4 separate regions of the Mus musculus genome follow, and all the other regions are linked to region 1. The links are chromatin contacts, called in public HiChIP or PLAC-seq and Micro-C maps. All regions are on one chromosome and are shown on one strand. The core of a region is the stretch at or near the end of the contact, and the rest is flanking DNA. Distances in the headings are between cores, read along the strand shown.

Region 1 (5,159 bases), core at 1,108-3,607:
TGGTTAATTCTCCCAATGGTTCCATTCCTAACTAGAAAACGGGAACAGAAGAACAAGGTGTGACTGGGCCAGCTGCCTGACAGAGCCACAAGCAGTTCTCACAGATGTGTCGGACCGGACTGGCAATTGAGAGAGAAGCCAGCAAGGAGAGAGCAGCCTTTCCAGCCCCATTCAAGAAAGTACAGCTCTTCCACAGGTCCTGGAGTACCAGAGTGAGAGACATGAGCTGTTTTCTTCAGAGGCAGAAGGCAGGACAGACAGAAGTACAAGGAAAAGGTCACCCAGTTCTCTAGAAGGGAAGGAGAGGAACCCCCGGAGGAGTAAGCATGGAAAGAGGCTAACATACTTCACGGAGGGAAATACCATGTCCAAGGGCAAATAGTAATTTTCTGGAAATCCCAAGTTGGGGGCCCAGGATAAAGTTACCAGAGAAACCAAGAGAAAAGAGCAGTAGAGGACCAGAGGTAAAAATCAAAGGTCACTGCCTGCACCTACCCACTGGGTGACAGTGTTTCTTTATGGTCACCACAGCCAGACAACCTGCGGCCAGAGTTAATCAACAACTTCAGTTTGCAATTGCATTCCAAATGCAAGCACATTAAAACTTTACTCAAAACCTGGATTTCCATCTTACATCCCAAAGGACTCGAGTATCCCAGTTTAAACACTGACTAAGCTGATCTAAAGCCTCCCCTGTCAAAGCAAGCGCAGGCACACACAGAGGGAGAGAGAAGGAGAGAGGGGGACAGAAGAAGAGAGGGAGGGAGAGAGAGAGAGAGAGAAGAGAGGAAAGAGGGAGATCCAGTACTCAGTCTTGTTCTCCAGAAAGTTATCTCCAGTAAGTCAGGTCTCATAACCCAACGTTGCACCAAACAAATTATGACCTGAATGGCAAGGGAGGGAAAAAAAAAAAAAAAAAAAAAAAAACTGTGTCACCTAGAGAAACCCAATTAACAACATGACTCTGCTCTCTTCAATTCTCTCTCCCCTCCAGTCATATCCGGGGCACTTGTGAGGTGGCTGCCTTTTCCCTGGGTAATTTACAAGCCAGAAGCCAATGTGTACAGAGACCTTCTGAGAAGGTAAGCATGAGGTGGGGAATCCTGCTCTAGCTACACCTACGCCGCCGGTTGGGAAAGCTCACCGGGCATGGAATCAAAACACCACCTGGGAGACAGTCTGGAATGGTTCACCTTGAAATTTCTATGTTGCCCTTAAGACAAAGCTGCCCGCTAGAGAACACTTACAAATGCTGAACTGAAAATTCCGGGAGGAGAGAGAGTAAGTGCCCCACGTGGAACAATAAATGGGTTATTTGAAAGCATTCCTGACACAGTTGTTTCCTCTTAACCGCTTCCCTAATGAACCCCTCCCTCCAACTCTCCTTTGCCTCCACTCCCACTAGTTCCCTCCCTACTGACCTCAGGCAGCGTGTTGTGTGTGCGTGTGTGTTTGTGTGTGTGTGTGTGTGTGCTTGTACATGTATGTAAACATCGTCTTCCGGCCCGAGTTTCCGAGGAAATCCAGGCTTCCCTTCCTCCCACTGTGCACTTGTCTGTCCTCCCAGCCCCACGCGGCTGCAGAGTTAGTAATGTAATATTCAGGGACCCCGAGACCGGAAATGCCTGGGTCTGAAAAGCTGCACTTGAAACACGAGAAAAGGGATAGGGAAAGTGAACGTGGGATGGAGACGTAGGAGGTGTGTGGGGTGGAGCGAGGAGGTGAAATCCGCCCAACTTGCAATTTAGGGGTAGGCGAGGAAGAAAACGAGGGATGAGGGGGAGGCTGAGGCAGTTGCAAAGTCAAAATTCCAGGAGCCAGAAGAGGAGGTGGAGGAAGCAGACATGAGGGCCGAGAGAGGGGGGACACAAGAAAGGCTCTGCAGGTGATGCAGGGCTGTGTTTAGGGACACCAGAGGTGACCCTCAAACGCCTATAAAGGAGGGGACTCGGATCCCAGCAGCAAGGTAGGGGTGGCACGCAAGTGTGGGGGAGGGCAGCACAGGGTGGGGACCAAACTGGCTCCCAGAATCTCCAGAGGGCGAACCCCCGGGCGGCGAGAGCTCGGGGTAAGGGCAGGGGTCGCGGGCGCGAGGCTGGGGTGGTGCTCACCCGCAGGGCAGACAGGTCGATGTCGTCCAGGCTGCGGGCGGGGGCTGGGTCGCCCATGGCCGCCGCGGGGCCACTCACGCTCCGGCTCGCTCACTCCGCTGCCGCCGTCGCCGCTTCTCCCCCATCGGGGGACTCGAGGGGCGGGCTCCACCGCGCCTGCCCCGAAGGCCGGGGAGGGGGAGGGCCAGCGGGAGGACCGACCCAGCGGCTGACAGGCGCTCTCACCCGCGCGCCTGCAACCCGAGTCGCCGGCTGCCCTGCGCACGCGCAGAGCCGACCGTGACGCGAACGCGCCGGGCGCCCCCTCCTGCGGGGCGCCGACACCTGCGCGCAGGCGCAGGAGAGCGGGCGGAGGGCGAGCGCGGACCCAGTCTCGCTAGAGCCTGGAGTGGAAGGAGCGCGACCACCCGCTGGTGCGCGTGCGCATACACCTTCCCTTCCTTTTCCCCCTTTTATTATTGTTGCCTCCTCTCCTCTAGTTCCTTCGTTGATCTTTATTTGACTCCTTTTCTTCCCTTTCCCTCTTTCGTGTGCCCAGCTGCCAATCAAACCACCTACCTCTCGATTTGCGGGGGAAGGGAGGCGGGACCCAACCCCCTCTATTACTAGGGGGGTTGTTATGGTAACTCCCCACGCGAGGGCTGCTGGCCTCTAGATAGGACGTGCTGTCCACCCACCCAATTGCCATGGTAACAGTGGAGCCGCTGAAGGAGGGGCCACTCCGTGAGAACTTGGCTGGAGAAACCACGTGGGAGGGAAGGACGGGGCTACTGTCTGCCCTTTACTCCCTTTCTAGGCTGGAGTGGGGATGTTGGGAGCAGATAGGCACTCCTACTGCACACGTCTGTATCTGCTTCTCTTAGCACAGTGTTCTGCAGGAAAGAACTATCCCTGGAGTTGCTAGTGGTAAAGCAGAAGAAACTGTATCCAATCCCTTCAAATGTTTTTCCAGCTCCTCAGATCTACTCCTGTTGGCACAGCACCTCCAGCCGGTTAGTCTCACTAGAGGATGGGTGAGGCTTTGTAACTATAGACAGACATGTTCTGCCACTGACTAATGTGTTGTCTGACCCTGAGCAAGCAAATTTGCCTCTGGGCTTTTCTTTCTCTATGAAGTTGAGGGGAGAAGGTTCTGAGTTTTCAAGAGCTCTTCCAACACTAACACTCCCTCTGAAAATGAATATAAACATTGCTTAGGTGAGCTTGAATTCTCTGGAGGCTTCTTGGCACATTTGGGTGCACATTCAAACTTGCTCCGGGTACTCTCCTGACTCATTTACCTTGCCCCTGATATGCAAGCCACAATCCCCATTTGGCCTTCCCACATGGCCTCTCTGCCTGGCACCTTCGATTAAATTCTTCATTATCCAGAAGTGATTTTTTTTTCTAAAACTTAAATCTGGCATCATTGTCCTGTTTAAAACGGTTTTCTGAACCCCACCATTCAGGAAGCTGAGGCAGGAGGATTACATTTTCTATTAGCCTGGACTATAAAATGACAGGGGGAAAAAAAAAAAAAACAAAATGAGAAAAAAAAAAAAAAAAAAAAAAAACACCGTTTGATGACTCCCACTGCCTTGTGGGTAGTGATATCAAAGACTTTCAAGATTCTGCTGTTTCTTTGACCTTATGTATATATATTTTTCTTTTCTGGTCTTATGTTCTAATAAACCATACTTAAACTTGCTCCAGATGTAATGAAATATATTCTACTTGAAGCCCCCAGAACACCTCTTACCTGTCTTTGCACTTACTTCTCTTTGCCCTGGAGTATTCTCCAACTTCCAGCTGTGCTGACTACTTTTATGTCAACTTGACACAAGCTAGAGCAATTTGAGAAAAGGGAACCTCACCTGAGAAAACACCCTCACCGGGTTGGCCTGTGGGTAAGCCAGTGAAGCCTTCTCTTAACTGGTCATTGATGTGGGAGGTCCCAGCCCACTGTGGGTGGTGTCACTCCTGGGCATGTGGTCCTGGATTGTGTAAGGAAGCAGGTAGAGCAAGCCAGTGAGCCTCTGCGCCATCTTCTGTGGCCTCTGCTTCAGTTTCTGCTTCCAGGTTCCTGCCCTGACTTCCTTCAGAAAGGGAGTATGATCTGAGCACTGTAAGCTGAGATAAACCCTTTCCTCCCCATGTTGCTCTTGGTTGGGGTGTTTTATTACAAAGTAGAAACCCAACCGAGACACTAGCCACGGCCACTCTCATTGGCCTTTGCTTTGCCTGGCCTGCTGGAATCACCTCTCTATGCACACTATTTTACAATATTTTGTTACATGCATTTGTATGCATGCAGGGGTACATGCACAAAGGACTACCTCTGTGTGGAGATCTCCTGGGTATGGTGGCTCAAACCTCTAATAAAGTTCTCAAGAGGATTTCCAGAAAGTACAAGGCCTTCCTGGACTACAAAGTAAGATCCTGGCCAGCCTGTGCTATATGAAGCCTTGTCTTTTTTTTTTAAGATTTATTTTTATGTATATGAGTACACTGTAGCTGTACAGATGGTTTTGAGCCATCATGTGGTTGCTGGGACTTGAACTCAGGACCTTCAGAAGAGCAGTCAGTGCTCTTAACTGCTGAGCCATCTCACCAGCCCAAGCCTTGTCTTAAGAAACAAAAATCCAGGTATGGTGGTATACACCTGTAATCCCATTACTTGGGAGGCAAAGGCCAGAGGATAGTAGCAAGTTAAGGGCTAGCCTGGTCTACATAGTGAATTTCAAGACAGCCTGTGAGATTCTGTCTAAAATGAATTAAATAATAGAGAGGCATTTAGCATCTACTCAATAAATTTCTTAATGCCAGATTCACGGGCTGTTTAATAAAGATAGTTAATAAATGAACAAATCAACATCTCAGGGATGGGATAAACGGCCACCTTCACCTCACAAGGTCATTGTAATCCCTGGGGTGGGAAGGAGAATAAGCAAGACTGGCGCAAGCTGGTTCTCCTTTGCTTGTTTTGCAACCTTGCTTTCCTCCCCTACCCTATGGTTGGCCTTTCATCAAGACCCCTGGACCAGAGTCGGGCGTGGTAGCACATGCCTT
Region 2 (5,082 bases), core at 403-2,902, 660 kb after region 1:
AAGCTGTGTTCTCACCTTCATCCACAGAGGTCCCCTGTTCCAACAGGGCTGAATCTTCTGGAGGGGCCAAGGGCTCAAGGGGAGGTGTGGGGACAGGAGTGGGAGGGCTGAAGCCTGGCTCGGAGGGCAGCACAGTGATCTGGGTGCACTTGCCATAAAGGTCCACAACAGCCCAGACACGAGCAGGCAGGCCTGTGGCTGCCACACCACAATCCCGCCCGTTTACCCAGAGCCGGAGCTCCCCAGTGGCTGTGCGTTCCACACCCACACGGTCCCCTTCGACAAGCTGGTCCAGGTCCTGGCCATATTCCTCCAACACAGAGCGCCCGTCCCGCAGCACTGAGCAGCCTGACACTACCCAGGAGCCTCCCTTCAGCCCGGTGGCACTGCTCGGGAAGTCCAACACACTGGGATCCAGTGCTGTCACTCCAATCTCAATGGAGCCACTCCAGGAGTTGACCTATGAGAGGGTGGTGGACAGAGTTTCTGTATGAAATCCCATCACCAGAGGCCACATTCCAGAGCACCGTGTGCCTCTCACCCTGTCCTCTGAGGCCACTGACATAGACACACAAATAATTTTTGGAACTAGCCTCCATAACTACCAGGACCCACTGGCTCTCAGCATCTGTGTCTGCTGACACGTGTTTTAGCACATCACCCCCTCTACCCACTGAACAAGCTGGTTAAAGGCCCTGGTTTTAACCCGATCTCCTCTTACTTCCCAGTCTCTGTAGCTCCTCAGCCACTCCAATCCCATGCTTCTTAGGTCCACAATGCTCGCTCTCCTACATCACTCTCATTCCCAACCCCAATACTCTAGTAGGGCAAAGCTCCACCCAAATTCATTCTCTTCTCTTTCCAAATTCGTTTTGGAGTCAAGCAAGTCACATACACTCCCTTTTTCGCATGTCTCCTCATCTATCTTTCTGGTTTGGGACGTTTGTCAACAGTTTGCGCTTTTTATTATTTCTCTACTCTTCCATCTCGGGCACCTGTCAGTCTTCCATCCCTAAGAGATTGTGCTAGACGTGTTCACTAGCCATTCTAACCACCGGACCCTGGCTCCCTGTCCTGCGGGAAACGAATGCTCCTTCAGAATGAATGTGTCTGCTCCGTGTCCTTCTCCTTTCTCTTCCCCGGTGCACTACAGTGTGCCGGCTCGCTATCGGTACCTGGAGGCTCGGTTGGAGATGCAGACCTTCTGGCAGTCCTACCGCTTCTCCCTCCCGTCCCCTCCCACTCCCCTCCACACCTCGTTTCAGCTGCCCCGGCTTTGCACCTTGCGGTCGATGCGGACGGTGAAGACGCGTCCATCGCGCAAGGGTTCTCGGCTCAGCACCAGCCCGTGGTTAAACTCTTGGCCCGGCTGCTGCCGCCGCGCCGTGCGCCCGCAGGCCGACAGGCTGACCAAGCGCCCGGTGCGCGGGTGCAGCTCCCCGCCACCGCCGAGACCCCCGCCGGACCCCAGGCCTGGTCCGCTGCTGCCAGGGCCCCCACCCCCGCCGGGCCCCGGTCCTGGCCCGGGGCCCGCCCCAGAGCCCCCACTCCCACCCGACCCCGCCGCCATCGCCGCTGATACCGCGGCCGCGCGACAGCCGCGCTTGGCGGCACCGTGGCAACCGCGGCGGCCAGACGCCCTGGGGGAATACGGCCGGGGGGCTGGGGCCTGGTGTGCTTTACGGCACTGAAGCGTCCGCAGCTAAGGAACCGAGGTCTCTCACGAGGGGAACGGAAGGACGACGGGGTCGGGGGACTGCTTTACGGCCCAGCGGGACGACAGAGGCTACGAGAGCCGGGAAGATTTGGGCTGCTTTTGCGACAGTGGATGGCAGAATCGCCCGCCGCAGGCGTCTTTGCGACGAAGGCGTGCTGGCGCCCAGATACACTTTGCGACGTCGCCCGGCGCCTTGGACCCAACCCTTGTTAGGGAAAAGCGACATATTAGAGCATTCGCCTTAACGCAAGGGCTGGTGGCTTCCCCTAACACCGCACGCTTTAAGGCGATGGAAGTAAACGCTATCTTCGGGACAGAGAAAAAGTAGTTTTATAAATCCAAGTCTCAGCCCTTCACAGTGCCGAGGCCGGAAATGTCGCAATCCGATCACGCATCACACCTCTCCTTGACCCAGTCTCGCACCTCACCCCGCTCCGGCCCCACAGACTTTGCATCACACCTCTCCTACCCGCACACATTTCAAGGCCAACTTGAGCTCTGTGCCAATGAAACTCTTAAATCTTAAAAGTTACTAATAAAAATCCTAGCGGTGTCCCGTTGGGTAATCTCAAGGGACAGAGCGGACACCTCTGAGAGGTTACCTGAGAGCTATTAACAGAACCCAGCCCTACTCAGGCTCTCCCTGGTGTTGCGGGGCTGTGACATCACAAGGCTCCTCACCGCTGGCCAGGCCCCTTGACTGTGATTGGTTGATTCGGAGAAGGGCGGTGATGGAGAAGGGCGGGAACAAATTACAGAGACAAAGAAAGTCTTGGGGTGTAACAATAAGGGAAGGGTGTGCGGAGGAACTCCCAGGCTGAAGTCTGATAGTCGACCTTTCACCTGCCTCAGCGCCAGGGAGAAGAGGCAGAGGAGGTCCGGTCTGACCCGGAGCCCCCAGCGCCCACCGCCCGCCGCGATGGGGGCAGGGCCAACGGGCAGGGCTATGTGCAGCTAGAAGGGTAGGCAGTGGAATTGAAGTGGTTACCAAGTTGAGCTATGGAGAAGCCGGAGTCTCTCGCACCTGTTAGTGGCCTCAGTGCAGAATCCCCTGGGGGGGTTTCTAGGGCAGTACCTGGCAGTGCCAGAGGTATGCAAACAGACACCGGATTACCCCCCGGAGTAGCCTTGCTTCGCGGTCCTGGCTCCCTCTTGCATTCCGGGAACCCTGTAGTCCGCAGTCCTGGTCCAATTCAGCCCTCTGAAGGGGCAGTGACCCTCAATTCAGGACCCGCTCCGCAACTTCAGGAGGTTGCAAGCCTTGGGTCCAGCACATCCCCTGGCACTGGAACTGGTGCAACTAAGGCGTCCACCCCCGGGCCGGAGGAGGCTAAAGTGTACAGCTCGGAGAGTAGTACACACTCCGGGACATCTTTCACGGAGCGGCCTCGGAGCATCCTAAAAAACAGCAGCTCCATTTTGATAAAGAAACCCCCCGGTTCGGAGAAGTAAGCAACTCAGCTGGTTTTTTTTTTTTTTTTGTTTTTTTGTTTTTTTTTTTTTTAATGGTTTTAGAGCTTTATTGTAGAAAGGCAGGGGGAAAGAGCGAGGGAAGGAGGGCTAGAGAGTAAGAAAGGTGAGAGCTTAAATAGCAGCAACTCAGCTTTTAGCCAGCAGCCCTGAGACGGGAGGGAGGGAGGAGTTCAGGACACCTTGAGCTGAAGCCAAGAAAAAAACAGAGTCCCAAGGCCCTGGTTAGGGAGAGGTGGTGAGGTCAAATAGGTTGGAAATCTGAAGTTCCATGACTTGGAGAGGGCAGCAGGTGTCACAGGAATCCTGGCCACACAGCACTGATTATCACTGGGTATCTGGCTCCCATCCTAGCCTCTACGAGGGAATATAAGAAGAATTTTTTGAATGCCGGGAAGAATGAAGGAGACCTCTCTGTTAGGAGAGGGTCGCCAGAAGAGCTTCCTCCTTTGCTCCTTCCCTCACCTTAGGAAGTCTCAGCGCTGGGATGAAATGAACATCTTGGCTACCTACCACCCTGCTGACAAAGACTATGGCTTTATGAAGGCGGATGAGCCCAGAACCCCCTACCACAGGTGCTAAGCCCTAGCTTTTGAGCCTAAACTGTATTCTAACATGTGGCTATGAGGAAGAGGCAGAGAAGCCTCGGGGCACAAACACTGCCTCCTCCTCCTCCTCCTCCTCCTCTGCAGGCTGCAGGACACCGATGAGGACCCATCTGCAGAATCTTCTCTCAAGGTGACTCCTCAGTCAGTGGCAGAGAGGTGAGAGCCCTCTCAGAGATTAGTTGAGCTGTGCCCTCTGCCCTCATACCTTTGAAGGCAGTCTCAGATAGCTTTGTTCCTCAAACCCTAAAATGGTAGGTACTACCTACCTCCTCAGGCCTAACCAAAGCTGATCTAGGCAATCAGCAGCTTGGTCCCCACCCAACACCTACCCCCACCATCATTTTTTTTCCCTTCTGTACCCCCAACTAGTCTCCCTCCCCTTCAGGTTTGCCACAATGGACAATTTCCTCCCCAAGGTCCTCCAGTACGGAGACAACAAAAACTCAAAGGACACAGACAACTTTGCCAAGACATGTATGTGAGACGTGGGGTGGGTCTCGATGGACAGGGGAGCTTGGGTGGGGGGCAGCCCTTCTGTGAAGACCTTGGGGGAAAGCTAAGCTTTCACGCTGGCCCACAGACTCCAGTGATTTTGACAAGCACCGAAAGATACACTACAGTGAAGGGAAGTTCCTAAAGTCCCCAAAAAACCTGCCCACTGAGGAAGAGAGCATTGGGGCTAGTGCCAGCATCAGCAGCAGTAATCAAGCTGTGGCGACAGACCTGAAGCCTAGGCCTGTGGAGAAAGGCTGGGCAGGAAGACTGGCCACAGGAGTCAAAAATGACACTGTCCTGATGACTGATAGCCATGTCTTAAGCACCAACGGTTAGTGACAGGGGCCTCCTGGGGCTGCAGAGTGGAGACAAGAGACTCTTCCAGAGCCCAGATCTCCTTGAAATTTACATGTTTTCAAATCTGTTCTCTTTGGCTCTCTGCTCCTCACATCTCTGCTGTATTCTGATTTATTCAGAGAGCATTGGCCTACAGTCTTGCTCGTCTGACAGAGAGGCAGTGACTGGAGGGGACGCTAGGGAAGGAATGGGAACAACTGGAGCTGAGTCTCCACTGGGGGGGGGGGGGCCTCCAGAGACAAACTGAACAGAGAGATTAAGAGAACCCTTGGGGGATGGGGGTTCACTGAAGGCTTTTTAACATGGGGGAGGGGTGTTAGATGAGAACTTAAACTCTAATCCGGTAGTGGCCTGACTCAAAGGCAGAGCAGGTGGCCACAGGCTCAAGATTGTCTGGGGTACTTTTTCAGATTCTGCTACCTATAGAAACCAGTT
Region 3 (5,309 bases), core at 996-3,495, 630 kb after region 1:
CCACAGTGAGGGGCGTGGACTTCCTAAGAAAAGGTAGGAGGTGGTGGTAAAGGCACCTTGAAGGAGCCAGGACAGCGTCACCTTCTACCCCAGAGGCACCTCAGAACCTGCTGGTGCCAGGTCCAACCGTCCCTGGCCAATGTCCCCTTCTCCCTCCAACCCCTGTTGGGGTTGGAAAATTCCACAGGCTCCTTCCTTCTATGTTCAAGGAGGGAGAAAGCAGGGACAGGGACAGGGGTATACAACTGTGAGAAGAGAACACGACATTAGGAGCATTCTGCAACCAGACACAAAGCCTTAGCCGCCCTTAGCCTAGAGAACCACAAGCTCTCCACACAAGCTGAACAAGGGCGAAAGGACATACTCTCAGTCTCTGTCACCACCTTGCCTATGACTCTGGTTTAGTCCCAGGACAGGGGAGAGGAGGACTCCTTGCAGGAAGCTGCCATCCCTAGAACAAATGTTCTAGTTTTAAAGAACTTGGATCTGCACAAAGGTCAGCCTGTAAAGAGGGAACTGAGGCTCCCAGGAGGGCTTGGCTGGGCAGGGTGCCTGAGCAGGGGAAGGCCAGAGTAGGGGGCGGGGGGTGGGGTGTGTGGGGGGGGTGCTGGCTCTACTAGGTCAGAATCTGCTCCAGCCTTTCCCAGAGCTTGGAAGGGGTGGGGCTGCAGCTGAAGCAAAGCCTTCTCAGCCTGGGCAGGCGCTCTCTTGCTCCGCACACACCAGCTTCAGTTCTATCCTTTAGGGGTGGGTGGTGCGTGGTTCAAATGAGCCACAGCTCTTTAAGGGATAGAAGTTGTGAGGGTGCCAGTAGTGTTGCCCTAAACCAGGAAATCAGTGAGGACTCCAACCAGGAGCCCCAAACATTCTACCCCAAAGGCACACAGCATGCTAAAAATAATGCAGCAACTCCAGAAGGTGAGACAGAAGAGCTGGGAAGGTCAGGGGCAGGTTTGCCAAGTTCCTGGATCATTAAGCCTCTGCTGCCCTTGAAGATGTGGGTGCAGCCTCTCCTTGCCAGTAAGCATACATTTGTGTTGTGGTTAAAGACTTTCAACTAGCCTCAGCTGGACATCACAACCATGTGCCTTGGCAGGGGTAGAGATGAAATAAGGTGTCCAATCCCACAGGTCAGTTCGGAAAAAGACACCCGTTCCTCCCCCTCCCTGGGTTCCTCGGATACCTGTTGATGAATCCGTAACCATTCCGGACGTTGAACCATTTGACTGTGCCCAGGACTTGGATTGCTGCCAGGCAGAGATGCAGTGGGGATAGTAAGATGGGGGAAGAGACGGGAGTTGGGCTGAGTTTTGAGAGAAAACTAAGCTAAAACCTAACCTGCCTCCCTAATAAGCTGCGAGTCAACCAGACTTCGCTGGAAGTGTCAAAGTACTCTTAACCCTCTTTCTAAGTGGAAAAACACACAGGGGGGTTTCAGGCTCTCAAACCCACGTTCCTCACATCCTACGGAGTTCAGGTCTTTCACCTAGAACCGGGTACTCACCTGGTCCACCCTCAGGGTCAAAACTCAACAGCCGTTCTAGCCCTCCTAAATTTAAGAGACCCCATCCACCTGCCTCCCAAGCTCAGAGGTTTACCTAACAAGAACCGGAGTCAACTACACCAAGTATCCCGCAAACAGGGGTGTGGCCAGACCCGGAGGTTTTTATTTTCCTACCCAAAGCCTTAGCTGAACCTGCCTGCCCCGCCCTCCGGCTCATGAAGGTGCGGCAAGATTTCCCTCCAGCGGAATCCACTAATAGTTTATTCGGCAGCTCCGGGACTAGTTATGATTAGTCCTTCGGGCCAGGCCTACCTTCGGCTTTCCAGACCCCGCTGCCCCTCCCCCAGCCCGCCGACCCTGAGAGCCGCCCTAGCGCGTGCCCCCCCCTCACCCAGCACCGGCTTGTCCGCCTGACTCCGGGCCGGGGGCGCGGGAGTCCCCGAGGCCGCCGTCGCCTGGTTGCCAGGGGTGCGAGGGCCGGGCGCTGAGGGGGTCCCAGCAGCGGGGCCAGAGGCGGCTCCGCCCCCGCCGCCCGCCCCGCCGCCTGCTTTCTGCGGCTCTCCCGCGGGCACCGGTACCACCACCGCTACCACCCCCGCCGCCGTCGCGGGCACCGTCGCCGCGGGGGCCGCTGTCGCCACCACTGACGCCTCCGCCTCGCTCATCCCGCCGGGTCCAGTACCGGCCCCCGCCGCCACCGCCTCCTCCGCCGCTGCCACCACCACCACCCCGGCCCCTCCCCCCGGCTCGCGGACCGGCCACCCGGCTCGGTCCTCGCGCCCCGAGCCTCGCCCGCACGCCTGCCGCGGGCCCTGAGCCGAGGCCAATCGCAGTCGGCTGAAGCGGCGCGCTCAGGTCCCGCCTCCCGGCCGCCGGCCAATCGTAGCCGCGCAGCCCCCCAGGCCCGCACGCCAGCCCCGCCTCCCGGACTCCGCTCTAAAGCTGCGGCCCCCTCCCGCAACTCCGTAAGTACACCTGAGCCCCACCTCCCCGCCGCCACGTGATGCCCTCGGCCCAGCCCATTGGCTAATGGCTCATTTCCCCTCCCCCTCCGCCCCTTTCCACCGGCCGCGGGAAATCAAACCGGCTGGTGGCGCCTCAACGGCCACCTGGTTTCTGTGCGCAAGGCGGGGCCGGGGCGAGCCTCCAAGGTTGCCCCTGACGACCCGGGTGGGGGTAGCGGCCGGCAGCCGCGGTTCTGCAGTGAGGGGGGCCCGCTGACCTCCACTCTTCAGACGGTCGGTGCCCGAACTCTCCACCCACTACCGCCCTGGGTACCTTCCCACACAGAACGTCCACGCACACTCCAGGGCAGGCACAGTGGCTGTCACAAGCAGAAACCTCTCGTTTTTATGTTTTGAAACAAGGTCTGTGTAGCACAGCCTGGCCTTGAGCTCCTGATCCTCTTGCTTTCGCCTCCCCAGTGCAGCCTTACTGAGTTCGAAGTCAGCTTGGATCATATAGTGAGTTCCAGGACAGTTTGGGCTACACTGAGAGGCAATGTCTCAAGAAATGAGAAAAAAAGAAACAAAGCAACATTTACAGATTTAGAACAAAGCGCAGCTCTTTTCTTAGTTTTAATAAAATATCCATACATGTAGCCAACACCCTAAGATACCTTCTTTATAGGTTATGTATGGTAGATAGCACCTGTAATTCCAGCACTCTGAAAGCCAAGGAAGGAAGATTCACTAGTTGAGGCCAGGTAGAGCTCATGTGTTAAACAAACTAAAGTTCGTTATTTTTGCTCCAGGAAAGTCCTTTTAAGCCTTCTCTGGCCTCCTGACCCTCTTGCCGCAGTTCTGGTGTCTCCCATCAAGTACTTCAGATTTTCTTAGGTTCAGGATTGCAGGACCAGCTTTGTATAAGCTGTTTGCTTAAAACTTGCTATCTTTGCGTCTCGTGGCCGGGGGTGGGAGGAGTGTCTCTTCAAGTATCAACTAACCTATCTTATCGTGACTTTTTAAAAAATATGAAATGGTTTTGACCCTTTATTTCCTTTAATGTTCTGAACACACATTAGGCAGTAAACGCCACAGCAGTAACTCTTTTGTCTCAGCACCTGGAACAACGCATCACCGATCAGAATAAGTGTTGGTTCCCAATCTGCAGACGGCTCTAAGTCACTCTTTCCGAGGGCCGCCTCCTTCACATGAGAGGACATGGGCGACACTAAACAGAGATCATATTTATCCCACTGGGAGTAGCACGAGTGAGCCGCTGAGTTTGTCCGCGCTCCCCAAGTGAGCTCTGGCGGTGCCCGCTACGCGGATAGCCCCGTATGATCTCTCTCCCTGTCCCAGCGCGCCCTCTGCTGGCCTCTCCTGGGGTCCACCTAGTCATAATTTCAACAGCAAACTTGCCCACCGCACCCCTCTGGTCCTTTAAGAGCTGAGGATTGGAATTTTTAGGGCATCAGGCAGAGTGAATACAAAAAGAGAAGAGACAAGAAAAGAACCAAGTCTCCAGGGAGGCAGTAGGTGCGCAGAAATGACCGCTTCCTTATACTGTTAAAGCTTCTAACTCTAACCCTGACCCCGAAAAGAGAGAGATCCTAGTTGAGGAAAGCAATCTCACTGCTGTAACAGAAGACTCAGAAAGGTGTCAAAGGTACGGAGGAGTTCAGATGTGGGCTGAATAATGAGTGGGAGAACGAGAGGAAGCCCACAAGCGGAGGTGAGCCCTTTTTGTATTAAGATTAAGAAACTGGGGGCTGGTGAGATGGCTCAGTGGGTAGGAGCACTGACTGCTCTTCCAAAGGTCCTGAGTTCATATCCCAGCAACCACATGGTGGCTCACAACCACCCATAAAACCACCCATAATGAGATCTGACGCCCTCTTCTGGTGTGTCTGAAGACAGCTACAGTGTACTTATGTATAATAATAAATAAGTCTGCCGGGCAGTGGTGCGCGCGCCTTTAATTCCAGCCCTTGGGAAGCAGAGGCAGGCGGATTTCTGAGTTCGAGGCCAGAACTCAGAAATCCGCCTGCCTTTGCCTACCAAGTGCTGGGATTAAAGGCATGCGCCACCATGCCCGGCAACTATTTTTAATAAAATAAAAATGAGTTGTGGTGGGCTGAAGAGATAGCTTAGTGGTTAAGAGAACTGACTGCTCTTTCAAAGGCCCTGAGTTTAATTCCCAGCAACCACATGTGATGGCTCACAACCATCTGTAATGGGAGCCGATGCCCTCTTCTGGTGTGTCTGAACACAGTGATTCCTCACATATATTAAATAAATAAATAAATCTTTTTAAAAAATGGGTTGTGGCGCTGGGCTTTGCACATGTTAGACAAACACTCTACCGTTGAGCTATAACCCAGCCTCTCAAACTGTTTAACTGGTTTTTCAGTTTGGTTGTTTTGAGATAAGATCTCTCTCTGGAGACCAGGCTGGCCTTGAACCACCTGCTTCTGTTTCTTGAGTGCCTAGATTAAAGATATGTGCTACTATGAAGCAGAGGCTCTTTTTTTTTTCCACCTAAGATATTTGTGGATGACTTTTTTTCTTCCTGGCTAACTGTCCCACTGAGCTATATACCCGAACTTTCCTGCCCATTTTTTATATTTTTTTTTTCTTCTGAAGACTGAGTCTCATTAAGCTGCTCAAGTTGGCCTTTAACTCTTTCTGAAATCTAGGTAGAACTTGACCTCTTGACCTTCCTGCCTCAGGTACTGAGTGAGTTCCTAGACTTTCCCAACACTTACCCCTTCCACAACCCAAGCTCCCTGCCCATTCAGCTTGTTCTCCCCCAGTCTCACATCTCTAGTGTCGTCAGGCCTAGCTGTGCTCTCCCATCTCTT
Region 4 (4,977 bases), core at 162-2,661, 770 kb after region 1:
TAGAGTAAGTTCTAGACCTACCCTTCCACTTTCTCTAGCAATTAAAGGATGAGCTATGGGTAGAACTCAGCTATGATTAATTAAAAACTGATTGGCTCTGAGCTGTGCTTGGTGGCACACACCTGTAATTCAGCACCCGGGAGGCTGAATCAGACAGATCCTGAGTTGGAGGCCATCCTGGGCTACAATAGCAAAACCCTGTCTCAAAAGCCAATACACACACACACATACACACACACACACACACACACACACAGAGAGAGAGAGAGAGAAAGAGAGAGAGAGAGAGAGAGAGAGAGAGAACTAATCAGTACTGAACGGATCAAGAACCACTTCTTGCTTTTCCTAAATAATTTTCTAAAAATAGTCCCTCCAGAATACTAACCTTACTTTTACATGGTTTCTAGTTTCAGCATTCCAACTAGGGTTCTGCCAGGGAGACAAGAGTCTGGGGAAAGATACAGGAATTCTGGAAGAATATACCTGGCTCCTAGAAGGGAAGCTGAGAGGGAGAAAATGCCATGGTATGATTGAACCTGTGTCTGAACACTTAGCTACCTCAGCAGGAATTCCTTCCAGATCCCTTTTAAAGCTGAGGACTTTCGTTCTGATATGGTATGCTGCATCTGTGAGGTAAAGGAGAGGAGGAGAATCAGGAAATAAAAGGCTAGCCTGGGCTACCTAGTGAGGTCAGGGCCAGCCTAGGCTATGTGAGACCCTGTCTCAAACAACAGGAAGCTAAGGTCTACAATGAGAATAACTCTAGAATTAAAAAGGACAAATAGGGACACAGCCTTGACTCCCCCTCACAGCAGAGAGACCCCCAACTCAGCAATAAGTTCAACTTCTCCGAGCCCTCTACAGGTCAGGCTTAGGAAACGAGGAGCCTCTTGGGCTCCCAGACCTCATATGTATCCCCAGAGCTTCTAACTAAATAGAATTTACTTTACTTTACAGCTTTTAAACCTCAGGTGGGTTCTAAGTACCCAAAAAGGACCTGAAAAACGGAGAAAGCCATGGGGAACCTCTAGTAAAATAGGAGGTAGATTCTGAGTCTAGCAGATGTAGGTGGAAACGTCTATTGAGGTCCTAAGGGAGGGGCTAGTGCTCAAAGACAGGTCACTTTTCCTCAGGCCCTTTTACTTCTGGCTTGTTGCAAGAGATGCCCCCCTCCCTCATACAAACCCCGCTCAGGCTCCGCCCATCTCCTGGCACTGCTCTCAGGGGACGGGGTCTCCACTTCATGCTTTCTGTAATTAAAGATGATTTATACAACCGGAGTGTTATCTGACATTTGTGAGTGGAGGGCGACTGCAGTTGCTCCGGGCGGGACCAAGTCCCGAGGGCGGGGCGGGTGGGCTGGCGTCTGGTCCCCCGACAACAGGTGCACATTCCTGGGCGCCTCGTCACTTCCCCTGGCCTGAGGCCGCTATCCGGACAAACTTCACTGAGCGAAAGAGGCAGGGCCATGGCCTTAGGGGCGCTGCTTCTGCTTCTAGGGGTACTCGGGACGCCCCTCGCCCCAGGTAAGTCAGTTTGGGTCTCCAAGAGGCAGTGATGAGCAATGGTCACGGCCAGCCCCGGGAGCGTCACTTAGTGCTTTCCTTCGTCAGGCGCCCGCGGGTCGGAAGCCGAAGGCCAACTGATTAAGAAACTTTTCTCCAACTATGATAGCTCGGTGAGGCCGGCGCGGGAGGTGGGAGACCGCGTCGGGGTCAGCATCGGCCTCACCCTGGCGCAACTCATCAGCCTGGTGAGAGCGGCACTGCGGGTGGAGTCGCTGGGCAGGACCGACTGGGGGCGTGGCTTTAGACGCTGCCCAGAAGATCGACAGCCTGGGGGCGGGCGGGTTATGCTAAGAGGCAGACAAGCCTTTGGCGGTGATTGGGTAAAAATCAGACCAATGAACTAGTTCATGGGCGAGGCCTCTATGATAGGTACAGAATACTGTTCTGCTAACTCGCCTGTGGGCGGGTTTTGAGGCGGAGCTGGGGCAGAAGGACCTGCTACCGGGAGGACCTCGAGGCGGGGCTGTGTAATATTCTAGCAAAGTCCAGCAGAGCTTGGTACCTAAGCAGTCAATAAACAACTCTGAGCGGAGATTCAGAGTTGTATCCATTAGACGCCGGGCGTGGCCCGTGACTTAACCTCGACGTAAAAGAAAGGAAAGCAGGCACCAAGGCTGGTGTTTCGAGATTGATATGAGATGGAGTTTGCACCCAAGAAGGTGCAATTTAGAGAAAGGGACTAGAGATTCCATGGAGAAAGTAACTCACCGAACCCTCGTTTCCACCCACTTCATTTCACTTCTGCCTTTTAACTTTTCCATTCTAGAACGAGAAGGATGAAGAAATGAGCACAAAGGTGTACTTAGACCTGGTATGGAGACCTCGTGGGTTAGGGAAAGGCACCCTGTTTCCTTTATATTAATCTCCTGGAGTCCTCATCCCAGTAAGATTTTTTTTTAATAGTAACTCACAACGTACACATATAATAACTGAAACAGAATTTTCGATCAACAAATTTAAGATACAAGTTTGGGGATCACTAATTTGAATTCCCATCCTTGAAAGATCCTGAACTGCATGCAGGTTGAACATCACTTTAGGGTGGCTAGTTCAATCTCTTCAGTTATTTCTTAAATTATTCTATTTTTATTTTATGTGAATGGGTGTTTTGCTTGCATATGTCTGTGAAGCACATGCATAACTGGTGTCCGTGGAAGCCAGAAGAGGGCCCCTGTTCTCCTGGAACTAGAGTTACAGATGTTTGGGCCTTCCACGTAGGTGCTCGGAATCTATTTTGGGTCCTCTGGAAGAGTAGCCAGTGCCCTTAACCAATGAGGTATCTCTTTAGGCCCCTTCTTCGGTTTGAGACTGAAAAAAGAGAGTTCAGTCCAGGGCTCGGGACTGGGCGGAGGAAACCAGTTGACGTGAATCCCAGACAGTGACAGCATAGCCAGAACCTTTTTTCCTTTTCTCAGCCCTGTGCTTCTCCCCTTTGCACCCTCTTCCTGGCATTCTTTCTGACACCTCAAGCCTCTCCCAGCCCTTTAGCCTGAACAGCCCTTTAGCCTCTGCTTCCTTAGGAGTGGACCGACTACAGGTTAAGCTGGGACCCCGCAGAACATGATGGCATCGATTCTCTCCGCATCACTGCTGAATCCGTTTGGCTCCCTGATGTGGTGCTGCTGAACAAGTAGGGTCTTTCTAAAGCCTGGGCGGGGTTGAGGCATGAGGGGATTAGGGTAAGCCATGGTGTGTGTGTGTGTGTGTGTGTGTGTGTACCATCGGGGAAGGGGCAGGGTCTCCGGGGGACAGATCCAGATCCCATATGAAAAATCTCTTCCCTTTAGCAATGACGGAAATTTCGACGTTGCCCTGGACATCAATGTTGTGGTATCTTTCGAGGGCTCTGTGCGCTGGCAACCCCCTGGCCTGTACCGCAGCAGCTGCAGCATCCAGGTTTTCAAGCTTTTGTCTGACCTCAGGCTTCCTGACTCCCCAGCTACTCCCAATCCAGTGCCACCGTTCCTCCTGACCCAAACCTCTCGGTTGTCTGCCCTGACTTTCCACTGCCCTGTATCCTTGCTTTGGGATTCTGCCTTCTTCAGAGGTTGCCTGCCATATTTCTGATTCCCTTCTCCTTTGTAACCCGAGTCCAGTGACCTTCCAAACTCCCCTAGTCCTTCCTTGCCAGGTCTTTGGCAGCTCCAGTGTCTTCCCCTCCATCCAGGTCACCTACTTCCCCTTTGACTGGCAGAACTGCACCATGGTGTTTAGTTCCTACAGCTATGACAGCTCTGAGGTCAGCCTGAAGACGGGCCTGGATCCTGAAGGAGAGGAGAGGCAGGAAGTCTACATTCATGAAGGGACCTTCATTGGTGAGTGGACGTGGTTCTCACATCCAAGGCTGAGAGGCAGGTTCTCTTATGGATGCTCAGTGAACCTGGTGGGGTCAGCAACTTGGGGATGATGATCAATACTGCAAATATGGCAAAGGAAGCCAAGCGTGGTAAGTCAGACCTTTAATGCTAGCACTTGGAGGGGCAGGGTGAGGCAGGGGTATTGCTGTATATTCAGGGCCAGTCTGGACTACATTCAGATGCCCTGATTCTTAAAACAGACAAGCAAAAAATAGATGCAGCATACACAGGGATGATGAGATAGCTCAGTGGTAGAAGCTCTTGAAATGTAAACTTGACAGCCTGAATTCAGTCCCGGGAATCTACAGTGGAAGGAGAGAACTCCCAAAAGTTGTCCTTGAACCTTTGAATTCACATGGTGGCATGTACACACACGTGTACACACACACACACACACACACACACACACACACACACACACACTAAACAAATATGGAAGTTGAGGCTTGTTTATTAGAGGTAAGCTGCCATATCAGGCGCAGCTGGGTTTACTTATTCTGTCTCCCTCCTCCAGAGAATGGCCAATGGGAGATTATCCACAAACCTTCTAGGTTAATCCAACTTCCAGGGGATCAGAGAGGTGGGAAGGAAGGGCATCATGAGGAAGTTATCTTCTATCTCATTATTCGGCGGAAGCCTCTCTTCTACCTGGTCAACGTCATTGCCCCATGCATCCTCATCACGCTCCTGGCCATCTTTGTCTTCTACCTCCCACCAGATGCAGGTAAGGGCAGGGGCTCCAGGCTCTCTGTGGCGTTATCCCAGCATCTTCCTTCTCACCTTTTAGTCCAGGTTTGCTTTGGTGTTCTAAGATTTGTACACGAGGTGGATGGTGATGGCCAATGCCTTTAATCCCAGCATTTGAAGGCAGAGGCAGGCAGGTCTTTGAGTTCCAGGCCAGCCTGGTCTACAGAGCGAGTTCCAGGCCAGCCAAGGCTACACAAAGAAACTTTGACTTGAAAAAAAAAGATTTGTGCATACTCACACAGACACACCACACACACACACACACACACACACACACACACACACAGAGAGAGAGAGAGAGAGAG

What was found. A called contact is a pair of places that touch in the nucleus more often than the background predicts. HiChIP or PLAC-seq counts read pairs in DNA pulled down with a chosen protein or histone mark.
Region 2: a Micro-C map of embryonic stem cells shows a contact between it and region 1, with 7 times the contacts expected there. The contact joins the promoter of Neurl4 here to the promoter of Mink1 in region 1. A contact is called at or near these places in 2 of 39 promoter capture datasets (liver and neural stem cells), 1 of 484 Hi-C or Micro-C datasets (embryonic stem cells) and 2 of 115 datasets of contacts at active chromatin or transcription factors (bone marrow-derived macrophages and pancreatic cancer cells).
Region 3: a FOXA1 HiChIP or PLAC-seq map of pancreatic cancer cells shows a contact between it and region 1. The contact joins the promoter of Ybx2 here to the promoter of Mink1 in region 1. A contact is called at or near these places in 1 of 39 promoter capture datasets (liver) and 1 of 115 datasets of contacts at active chromatin or transcription factors (pancreatic cancer cells).
Region 4: a contact with region 1 is called in a FOXA1 HiChIP or PLAC-seq map of pancreatic cancer cells. The contact joins the promoter of Chrnb1 here to the promoter of Mink1 in region 1. A contact is called at or near these places in 1 of 39 promoter capture datasets (liver) and 1 of 115 datasets of contacts at active chromatin or transcription factors (pancreatic cancer cells).

Annotation. Positions count from the first base shown.
Region 1 is chr11:70,560,079-70,565,237 of GRCm38.p6, reverse strand. It overlaps Mink1 (misshapen-like kinase 1 (zebrafish)), which reads right to left and starts at 2,357. Exons shown (of 33, transcript NM_001045964.1): 1 at 2,112-2,357. The coding sequence starts at 2,168.
Region 2 is chr11:69,898,386-69,903,467 of GRCm38.p6, reverse strand. It overlaps Neurl4 (neuralized E3 ubiquitin protein ligase 4), which reads right to left and starts at 1,652. Exons shown (of 29, transcript NM_001013414.3): 1 at 1,283-1,652; 2 at 16-460. The coding sequence starts at 1,570. 2810408A11Rik (RIKEN cDNA 2810408A11 gene) reads left to right here and starts at 2,554. Exons shown (of 9, transcript NM_001382461.1): 1 at 2,554-3,165; 2 at 3,658-3,762; 3 at 3,880-3,951; 4 at 4,181-4,269; 5 at 4,376-4,621; 6 at 5,058-5,082. The coding sequence starts at 2,717.
Region 3 is chr11:69,932,835-69,938,143 of GRCm38.p6, reverse strand. It overlaps Ybx2 (Y box protein 2), which reads right to left and starts at 2,245. Exons shown (of 9, transcript NM_016875.3): 1 at 1,896-2,245; 2 at 1,184-1,247. The coding sequence starts at 2,169.
Region 4 is chr11:69,792,371-69,797,347 of GRCm38.p6, reverse strand. It overlaps Chrnb1 (cholinergic receptor, nicotinic, beta polypeptide 1 (muscle)), which reads left to right and starts at 1,411. Exons shown (of 11, transcript NM_009601.4): 1 at 1,411-1,526; 2 at 1,614-1,753; 3 at 2,335-2,379; 4 at 3,089-3,198; 5 at 3,356-3,464; 6 at 3,736-3,883; 7 at 4,440-4,649. The coding sequence starts at 1,469. It overlaps Fgf11 (fibroblast growth factor 11), which reads left to right. Exons shown (of 5, transcript NM_001362623.1): 5 at 1-1,280.